Linked DNA regions of Mus musculus: region 2 is linked to region 1. The links are chromatin contacts, called in public promoter capture Hi-C maps. All regions are on one chromosome and are shown on one strand. The core of a region is the stretch at or near the end of the contact, and the rest is flanking DNA. Distances in the headings are between cores, read along the strand shown.

The links. Promoter capture Hi-C pulls out the DNA fragments that hold promoters and counts their contacts.
Region 2: a promoter capture Hi-C map of embryonic stem cells shows a contact between it and region 1, with 4 times the contacts expected there. The contact joins the promoter of Napsa here to the promoter of Ptov1 in region 1.

Annotation. Positions count from the first base shown.
Region 1 is chr7:44,866,023-44,871,432 of GRCm38.p6, reverse strand. It overlaps Ptov1 (prostate tumor over expressed gene 1), which reads left to right and starts at 1,765. Exons shown (of 12, transcript NM_133949.2): 1 at 1,765-2,082; 2 at 3,921-4,058; 3 at 4,158-4,240; 4 at 4,316-4,373; 5 at 4,516-4,623. The coding sequence starts at 1,912.
Region 2 is chr7:44,570,530-44,575,942 of GRCm38.p6, reverse strand. Napsa (napsin A aspartic peptidase) reads right to left here and starts at 3,498. Exons shown (of 9, transcript NM_008437.1): 1 at 3,254-3,498. The coding sequence starts at 3,327.

The DNA of each region.
Region 1 (5,410 bases), core at 516-3,015:
GTCATGAAAAACAAAAGAAACTGCTTGCCCTTGACAGTTGTGAAGTCCTGGCTTTGTTCTTCACCCTTTATCTCTGTCGCCCTGCAAAACCCTTTGGGCTCAGCTTCAAAATCAGTTGTTGCCACTGCTGCCATCAACTTCATTTGCAGCCAACCTGCTCCACTAGTGGGCTTTGGGCTCTGCCTGGATTCCTTACTGTTGTTGCTATGGAGACTTTTATGTAGACCAGGCTGGCTTCAATCTCATGAAGTTGGTGTGACCCTTTTCCCTTACCTTTTTTTTTTTTTTTTTTTTTGGTTGGTTGGTTTTTCGAGACAGGGTTTCTCTGTGTAGCCCTGGCTGTCCTGGAACTCACTCTGTAGACCAGGCTGGCTTCAAACTCAGAAATCCGCCTGTCTCTGCCTCCCGAGTGCTGGGATTAAAGGCGTGTGCCATCACGCCCGGCTTCCCGTACCTTTTAATTAATGCCTAGTGTCACTACTCAATCTCTATTATTATTGTTTATTAATTATGAGACAAGGCTGTCGTATTAAGTCAGTTGCCCAATCAGGTTTTGAGCTCACTTTGAAGTGCAAGCAGACTCTGAATTATGTGCACATGTGACACAGGACTTGTGTGGGGCTCAGGGAGCACTTTGTAAGGGTCTCTTTGCTCCTCCCACCATAGGGTTTAGGGAAATTGAACCCAGGTTGTCAGGCTTGGTGGCAGACAAGGACCAGGTGACCTCTCTTGCTGCTCACCTTCCAGTTTAGCTTTTTAAATCAATTATAAAACACGAGATTTTTAAAAAGCCAGCCTACTGCCAGGACATTTGCTCCAGGTGACAGGCATCATAGCTTGGGTGTGCTGTCAGGGGCCTGATATAATTTGGTTAAAGTAGTGTATGAATCAGCAAGGAAGAACAAAGTATAGTCCAAATAGGTTTTCTAGTTTAAAAGAAGGCAGGAGGGAACTTCTCGCATGCAAGAGGCTATAAATTCAAACCTCAGCACCCTATATATAGTTTAACAGCCACGTGTAGTAGTGCACACCCAATTAAAGGTGAAGACAGAAGGCTTAGGAGTTCGAGGTCAGCCTGGGTGCATAAGCTAACACTGCGTAAACACAACGCCACTTACATCGAGCGCAGATAATCTAAGGCTGGATAGTATCACAGGTTAAAAACAAACGGAAGCAAGAAATGCCACTGCACAGTCCTTTCAGATCAAGAACGTGATCTGGGTAAGGCAACTGCTAGAAGGCCCAAGCAACAGTGGGCAGACCCTGGACAAATGGGCCAGCAGCTATGCTGGTCACGCCCAGGCTGCGAGAGACCCGCTGGAAGTTGTAGTCTTTTAGCCACCTTGCCACGTCACCGCCTCCAAGAGGCAAGAACGCCTGGTTCCTACATCTACCCCTCAGTCTGGTGGTAGGTTCCGTCGCGCCACCCATTATCCTGTCTACCGCCTTCTGTCCCTCCAGCAGTGAGGACTTGGTATTGTCTCACCAGCTCGAACTCTTGTAGCACAGTTTCTCTCTTGTCATTTCCAAGTCTGAAACCCTCCCTCCCTGACCTTCTTGGTTTGCTCCAGCCACACCCCCTTACAGTCCTCCATCCCTGTTTGTCAGCGCTGGCTCCCCAGCTCCATAGTCTGTTGGTTAGCGCCGGCTCCTCCTCTCCCCGGCGTTGGTCCCGGCTCTCCCTCTTCTTCCACGTTGGTAGGCGCCAGCCCACCCCCCCCGCATCTCCCCCCAGCTTCGCGTTGGTTGGCGCCGGGCTCCCCTGTTCGCTGCAGTGGTTCGGCCGCGGCGACCCCTCAGCGGCGCGTCCCCCGCCGCGGTCCCGCTCCGCTTCTCCCCGAAGCCGCGCGCCCGCGCCTGTCGGTCGGCGGACCCGCAGCCCCCCGTGAGGCCCACGGCCTCCCACCCGCCATGGTCCGCCCGCGCCGTGCCCCGCACCGCTCCGGCGCCGGGGGCCCCCTCGGAGGTCGTGGCCGGCCACCGCGGCCCCTGGTCGTCCGCGCCGTGCGCTCACGTTCCTGGCCTGGCGGTCCTCGAGGCCCGCAGCCACCGCGGATCCGGGCTCGTTCGGCCCCTCCCATGGTGAGTCCCACGGCCTGTTTCCAGAGCCTTCCACGCACGCCCCGCCCCGCCACCCCTCCCCTGGCGGGCGCCTTTGTCCGCAGCGCCCACGGGCCTCCCGCGGGAGGGCGCACCCAGGGGTCCGGGATCAGTCCTTGATCGGCTCTGGGCGCTCCCCTTTGTTGCGCGGCGGGCTGGGCGGGGGGCGGGGTACGGAGGCGGGGCGGGTTCGAATTACTGCTGACTGCGCGGCCGGCTGCACACGCGCGCGGGGGGCGCCTGGGGTGCACGCTTGTTTTTCCAATTGCAAAGTTGGTCCTCGGCCTCCGGGTCTGGAAATGCGCGAAGCGGCCGGTGGAGGAGCCCGGCGCTTACACGCGCGCCCAGCTGTTGCTCGCGGGGGCGTTGTCCCCCGGGGCCAGATGGCGATTGTGGACAGTCCCTCTATTTGCATACCCGCCCGCCCCGCAGCTAGCCCAGACCTTAAGCCTTAAGATAAAGCTTAAGGTAAATATTCAGCTCTGTAAGTTCGTGGGGTTGTCACCTTTTTGTCCACTCAGTAAACGTGCGCGCACTTTCTAGAAACATTGAGATTTTCTTGGGGCAACAAAATTGCCCCCATTGTGATGGTGGACTCGTGGCCACACCTGCGCATGCTTGGCCAGCGGTAAGCTATTCCCTGGCGTGGTACTGACCACTTCAGACTTCTGACGACGTTGTTCTCCGAGGAGCTGAGGCGGGTCTGTCGCCTGGATCACCTGAGGAACGCAGACACACCCCTCGCTGTAGTACAGCCTAGGCTTGAAGTTTTCTCTTGGTGTTGGGAGCCCTTCCTGGGGTCCTCATATGTGTCCCTTTTCTACAAATGTGACTTGGCTCTGGCCATGCAGTGCGCAAACAGCAAATCAGGCATGCGTAAACACGAACTTGGCGCTTAGTGGGCTTCATGTTCCTAGTTTGTTTCCCTGCTGTTGTGGGCATACAGGTGTTTTTGGGTGCAGGCAAACACACAAGCCTCTTAATGGTTATCCCTCACCCCGCACTTGAATAGTTTTGGATTTTGTTTAGGTTCCTAAGTGTGTTTGCCTGATTTTCACCGACTGTGTGGTGGTGTACATGCTGACACTTGTAGTGTCTCACTGCACACCCAGCCCAGGCAGCCAGTGTGCGGATTTGCTGTAATCCTGAGGGCTTGGGTCTGCAGAACCATCAGGAAGGCCCCTCAGCAGTGAAGACCTAGGCTCTTCTGCTACTTAAGTCACCGGGAGAACTTTCTGGTTTGTCATCACACCGGGTATAAAGGACTCACGAGCTTTAGCAGAGAGCAGAGATGCGTTGGTGACAATCAGAAGGGTCTCTGGCCTGGAGTGTGTCTAGTCTGGTTAGAGACTGGCCCAGGAGACCGACTGGTCTTTTGGAAATGTTTTGGCCGGAAAAAGAGTTTAGTTTGCACCCTGGGGTGGAGGAGGGGACACGTGGCCATGTTTGGCACCACTGTTCAGCATGCATTCAGGTAAACGTTTTGGTTCAGGTAGACTCTAGCTTCCTTAGGATTCCCCCCTCCCCCGCCCCCCAATTGTCCTCCAGGGTGTTCTATTTACTTGGTTTCTGGTTGCTGCCACATTGCGGTCCTCAGTGAAGGCTATCCTTTGTGGGAGGCTCCTCTTAGGGGTGATGCTGCCCACAGTTTTCTGACAGATTGATCTGAAGGTCAAGCTTTGAGGTCTGGCCTGCTGGGGAAGGCGTCAGGACCGGAAGTGTGTGCCCAGGGACTTGAGTCTGGACCTGAGGGTGACCCCTCCAGGATGTGCGGAAACGCCTAACCTGGAATGACCTAGGAATTCTCCCCTCTGCTGCAGGAGGGTGCTCGAGTCTTTGGAGCCCTGGGGCCTATCGGGCCCTCTTCACCTGGGCTGACTCTTGGGGGCCTCGCAGTGAACGAGCACCGGCTCAGCAACAAACTGCTGGCCTGGAGTGGCGTGCTGGAGTGGCAGGAGGTGAGGCTGGCTGGGCCACCCAAATCTCTGAGTGGGTGGAAGGCATGGGGGGGAGGGGCCCGGGCACTTTGCTGAGTCTCCCCACCCGCCCACCCGCAGAAGCGTAGACCCTTCTCGGACTCCACAGCCAAGCTGAAACGCACCCTGCCCTGCCAGGCCTATGTGAACCAGGGCGAGAACCTGTGAGTGTGGGAGTGGGCAGAGCCTGGGGCGGCCTAGGATGCAGGGCATGGCTTCTGATGCACCCCCTACTGCAGGGAGACGGACCAGTGGCCCCAGAAGTTGATCATGCAGCTCATCCCACAGCAGCTGCTGGTGAGATTAGTGGGGCTCTGCCCCCCCCAAACCCTGGCCCCACCCATGTATCCCAAGTCCTGCCCCCAGAGCCAAACTTCCACCCCAGAATCTCCCCCACCCTTGCCTCACGGTGATCACTGGCTCCACTTGTCATCCACAGACCACACTGGGTCCCCTGTTCCGAAACTCTCAGCTGGCCCAGTTCCACTTCACCAACAGAGACTGTGACTCCCTCAAGGGCCTCTGCCGCATCATGGGCAATGGCTTCGTGAGTGGGAGTGGGGGACAGTGTGGGGGGGGGAACCTAGTTCTGTCCTGTAGTGGGAGGCTTCCCGTCCCTCTCCGAGTGGTCATTTCCAGGACGTTGGTGGGTGGGACTGTAATGGAATCAGCACACAAGCCTATGTGGTGGCCAGAGCGCATGCTGCCCTTGTGTCCTGCTGGGAAGTGGAACCCAGCAGGCTTTGCTTCTCAGGGCCCCATGTGTGGGGTGGTGGTGTCGTCTGGTAGCCAGCCTCTACTTCTGTGGAGCCAGTGTGAGGTCACTGGACTGCAGCAGGTGGCGGTATAGGGTGAGAGGAAGTCACCGGCCCATGCATGCAGACGACTGGACTCCAGGCTCAACCCCTGCTCTGCCTTGGGCTGGTCTACTCCTCCTACTTGGCAGCCTCCAAGGACTTGTCCCTTTTCTGGGCCCCACAGACGTAGCATGGCTGCAACCTCGTGCCAGCAGCAGCTCTTCCGGAGTAGTATCCCAGAGCTGGGCCCAGGGTCTGGAGAATCAGTCCAAAAGGCTGGCCTGCTAGGTAGAGGTGCTTCTGTATCCTGGCAGGACAGGCTAGCCTACAAATGCTGTCTTCCCACTGAAGAGGGCCTGGCACCTTAGCTACTGTTAGGTAGTCATAGCTGTCCCTATGTATGCTGTTGGAGTGTCTTACAGATGGGGAAACTGGGCTCCTAAGTGGCTTGCCTTGGGTGGCACAGCAGCCTGGCCTACCACCTACTCTTTAAAAATTTGAGGATTTTTTTTCTTTTTTAAATGGTATGTGTGTATC
Region 2 (5,413 bases), core at 2,249-4,748, 300 kb after region 1:
TCAGATCCCATTACAGATGTTTGTGCCCCAAATAAATAAACCTTAAAGTGAAAAGAAAAAATTTTTAAAAAGTTAAAAAAAAAAAAAAAAGAAAGATCAGGGGCTGGAGAGATGGCTCAGCGGTTAAGAGCACTGACTGTTCTTCCAGAGGTCCTGAGTTCAATTCCCAGCAACCACATGGTGGCTCACAACCATCTATAATGAGTTCTGATGCCCTCTTCTGGCATACAGGTATACATACAAATCAAGCACTCATATACCTTAAATAAATAAATAAATAAATAAATAAATAAATAGAAATCCCGAGACAAGGCAAAATACTCAATACATTTTTTCCAGTTTAAAAAAACAAAAATTCTAGCTGGGTGTGGTGGCGCACGCCTTTGATCCCAGTACTTGGGAGGCAGAGGCAGGTGGATTTCTGAGTTCGAGGTCAGCCTGGTCTGCAAAGTGAGTTCCAGGACTACACAGAGAAACCCTGTCTCAAAAAAACAAACCAAAAAAACCCCAAAAACAACAACAACAAAAAAGTCCAAAACCACCACCAGCCAAAACCAGCTCATAGGGGAGAGAGACGGAGGGAGGGACTCTATGAGGGTGCACCAGGAAGTAGTGACAGTAATCGGGATGTAAAATGAATAATAAATTATATAATAAATTAGTGGGGATGAGCACTCATTTACATGGCAGGAACGCAGTAAAAGCCGCTGTGCAGACGGATGGGGGGGGGGGAGCTTCTTCAGACTCCACTGCAATGGCTGCTTGAGGGTTTGTTGAGCTTGCCTTGAGCTGAGTGTTTACCAAGCCCTGACCTAGAGGCTGGCTCAGATGTAATCCTCCTGGCTCTCTCTCCTGGGGGATGGAGTGTGTTGGGGTGTAGCACGTCCAGGAATGACCTGGGTATCCTATATCTACTGTTCTTGGCGTGGACCTGGAAGTCTTTGGTATGGTGGGTTCAAAATTCAGCTTAAAGGGGGCTTTGGGTTGTGACTCAGTTGATAGCATTCACCTATCAGGAAACTCTGGCTTCCACATAAGTCAGGCATGGTAGTAGGCACCTATAATGGTTGGCACAGGACAACCAGAGGCTCATTCTTAGCTATATATCCAGTTTATGGTTAGTCTGGACTCCATGAGTTAAAAGAGAGGGGGGGGAAGGGAAGGGAAGGGAAGGGAAGGGAAGGGAGGGGAGGGGAGGGGAGGGGAGGGGAGGGGAGGGGAGGGGAGGGGAGGGGAGGGGAGGGAAGAAAAAGAAAAGAGAAGAAAAGAAAAGAAAGGAAAGGAAATCAGGAAAATCAGCAGTACTAGTAAGATGGCCCAAAGGGCAAGTCTGATGACCTGAGTTTAGTCCTAGCATTCATAATGCAGAAGGGGAGAACTCATGTGCTGTGTTAGCACACGAACCCCACAACACAATAAATAAGTAGATTTAAAACAAACAAACAAACAAACAAAAAACAAAACAGCACCCTCTGGCCACTGCTCAGCCCTAACACCCCAGCCCAGGCCTGAGACTCAGCCTGAAAAGCGCCCCCCCCCCGCCCGCCCCCCCCCCCCGCATGCCTTGAGTGTGGTGGCAGCAGAAAATGCTTTCTGGAAGGGCAGGCGCCCCATCAAGAGTTGGGAGATGCTAAAGGAAAAGAAGGGAGACATTTCAAGAAGAATCAGAGACAAGGCGTTGGGGTAACTCACAGGGAGGCCTCCCTGGAACAGGCATGTTCAGAGGCTGAGAATCTGGGGATATTGAAGTTTCCAGACCACAGAGATGGGCCTCCAAGAAAGAGAGGGAAAGTCAGGAGGCTTGAGCCTCAAAGCCAGATCACTAGGCCTCCCGTCCCAGGAACCTTCTCATAGAATCACAGAATGTATCCTGCTTGGATAAGGAGGGGTCTTTAATCCTGGGCTTCAGAACTTGGTCATACTGGGGATTGAATGGAGGCCCTGGTGTCTACTAGACAAATGCTCTCTCGCTGGGACACATGCCCAGCTTTGGTTTCTGCAGACAGTGTCCCCATACCCTTGAACTCAGCCTTTCTGCCTCAGCCTCCCTGAATGCTGGGACTCCACACACCTTAGCCAAAAGCAAAAGTTGGACTTAATTTGGTGGTGAACACCTTAAAATCTCAGCACTTGGGAGACAGGGGCAGGAGTATCTTTATGTGTTCAAGGCCAGCCTGGTTTACATAGTGAGTTCAAGGCCAGGGCTACATAAGGAGACAGTATGTTTTTTTAAAAATTGTGGGGCTGTAGCCATGGCTAGGGATATGGCTCAGTGGGTAGAGCACTTACATAGCACAAATTTCAAGGCTCTCTTCCCAGGGATTCCAGCATTTAGGAGGTGGAAGCAGTAGAACCTGGAGTTTAAGGTGATTCTTTGATATGTAGGGAGTTTGAGGCTAGCCTGGGCTACACAAGACCAAGTCTGGACAAAGCCAAAAACTAAACAACCAAAAAGTGTGGGGTCTTAGGACATGAAGGGACCCTGGCCAGCTTGAGTGCAGCGAGCGTGGCTCTGGCGGGCTTAGGTTTTCTCTCCCATGCCTTCTGCTTTGCTAAAAACCATTATGTGGCCACTTCCTCCTCCCGAGGCTGATTACCAAGGTTCAGCTATCAAAGTATTGAAGTCCAGCAGCAAAAAAAAAAAAAAAAGCCCCCTTTGGGGAAACATGGGGTTTTCTCTTGCATCTTTATAAACCTCCATTTGCCTATGGGCCACATCTGTGTCTTCACTATTCAGAGGCAATCCTTTATTCTACTCCAGGACAAACACCCTTTCTCTCCTCCCTCTCCCTTGCTTCCTTCCCATTACTTCTCCTAACAGGAGGTATTATGCTGAATTTCTCAGGGTGGAAACCCAGTTTGAGAGTTGGGGACCCAGGCCTTTAAGATGGCTCAGAGAGTAAGGAAGCGTGCAGTTAGATTCACATTCACAAAACTCTCTCTCTCTTTCTCTCTCTCTCTCTCTCTCTCTCTCTCTCTCTCTCTCTGTGTGTGTGTGTGTGTGTGTGTGTGTGTGTGTGTATATCTATCTGTATCTGTCTCTGTCTCTGTCTCTTTCTGTCTCTGTATCTCTTACACACACACACACACACACACACAGAGAGAGAGAGAGAGAGAGAGAGAGAGAGAGAGACGAACAAGTAAAATCTGGGAACCCTGAAAAAATTGGATTCTTGGGGCACCAAGGCCAGCCTCAGTCTTAAAGGACAAGCCGTTGGGAATCTGTCAGGAGTGAGAGTGGGGGTCCCCATACCGGATCAGTTTGGCCTCCTCAGGCTCCAAATTCCCCAGCAGCAGGCACAGCAGCAGCAGCAGTAGTGGCGACATCTCTGGGGACTAGAGCTGGGCCAAGATGTCCTGTGGCCCTTTTCTTCCCCTTGAGACTCCACCCTGTTCACGCCCCACCACCTACTGGAACACAGAAGTGACGTGTGTGTATGTGTGTGTGTGTGTGTGTGTGTGTGTGTGTGTGTGTGTGAGGTCCTTCAGTAGCAGGGCCAGAACCGGGCTGTTTAAGGTATGTGCTGAGTGTGTGTGCTGAGGTTCATTGGTTCCTGGCTTGTACCTTTGAGAGCATGGGGAGGGAGACCCGCACCCACCCCTTTCCTGCCCCTCTATGGATTTTACTTTTAACTTTCAGTTCGCTTTTCTGAGACTCATTAACCACAATTTTTTTTTCTTGAGCAAGAGGGAGGAACAGGAAAGGTCTGTGGGGGGTCTGGGAGGGGACACTCAGTTACAATAGAGGTGTGCTGTCCTTCCTATGTGGGTGGCTCTGTCAGCTTCTCAGGATACCCACTCTTTCTGCCCTTGCCTGGTTTTTTTAGGGAGAAGGGGCTCCCCTCTCTTTACACATTTTAATTAGCTAGTTCATTTGTGTGTGCATCCACATGCCACAGCAGGAATTTAAAGGACAAAGGACACTTTGCAGGGGTCAGTTCTCTCTTTTCTGCGGGTGGGTCTCAGGAGTCCAACACAGGTCAGCAGGCTTGGCAGCCAGTGCCTTCATCTGTGGAGCCATCTCCCTGGCCTTCCTTTTCTTTTGAAACAAGATCTCATGACTTTACTGAGCTCAAGCGATCCTCTTGCCTTAGGCGCTAGAACAACGGTTCTCAACCTGTGGGGTCAAGACCCCTTTGAGGGCCACATGCCAGATATCCTGCGAATCAGATATTGCATTACGATTCATAACAGTGGCAAAACTACAGTGACCAAGTAGCAACAGCATAGTTTCATGGCTGGTGGTCACCCCAACGTGAGGAACTGGACCCTGTAGGGTCGCCACACTGGAAAGGCTGAGAAGCACTACCTAGAGTTGTGGACTGAAGGCATTCAGCGGGGATGGGAGATGCCAGAAGCATTAGGTAAGTATTAAGTATTAGGACCTGAGTTCCAGCTCCCACATTCACATAAGGAGCTGGCCTGTGCCCTGTGTGGCAGTCCTGGCACTGGGGATGCAGCTAGATCTACCCCAGGGGCTTGCTGCTCAGCCAGACTAGCCAATCAACGAGCTACGGGTTTGGTGAGGGAGTCTGACTCGAAAGCACAGTGAAGAGTGATAGAGGAGACACCTGAAACAGCCCCCGGGCCTCCAGATGCACATGCACGGGAGAGCTGCCTAGCACAGTACTACACGCCTGTGATCCCAGCAACTGGGAGGCAGAGGCAAGAGGATCAAGAGCTCAAGGGCATCTTTGGCTAAGTTTGAGGTCAGCCTGGGCTACGTGAAAACTGTCTCAAAAGAAAACTGAAACTCTGCCCCCTCACCACCTGCGGCAGGCAGGAAAAAGAGCTGGCCCTGCCCCTCATCGACTGCAGCACTCCAGAGATCAGTCCCTGCACCTCCCCTGGGCAACACAATAAAGCTGGCCCTGCTGGCATGGCCAAGGGTGAGCTTGTCCCTGAGGGCCTGAGAGCAGGAGAGTTGGCTCTATCCCTTGGTGACTGTAGCATTGGGTGAGCTAGTGAGGCCAGTGCTGGAGAGCTCACCATGGTGGTGTGGGAGCAGGAGAGCTGGCAGATGACCAGCTCAGCTACCATGCAGACCCAGATCCAGGGCTTGGAGTTGGCCCACCCTAACATCCACCTCACCTGTGAACTGCTGGAGCCAAGAAGGGGCCTACCCTGCAGGTCCAAAGCTGAAGGATCTGGATATCTGAGAGGAGCCCTGGTGCGGTTTCGGTACTGATAGTGTAGCAGAAGCCAGAGGCCTCAAACAGACCAATGATCACTGCAGTGAACATTTACACGCAAACTTGCAAGTGTGAACACGCAGTAGACTGAATGACACATGTGACACACTACAGCTTCCACACTGAGATTTTTTTTTCCTTTTGGAGGGGGAGGTTTGCAAGGGCAGAGGCAGTTAGTGGGATTGGGGTTCATAATGTGAAATTTACAGAAATAAATAAAA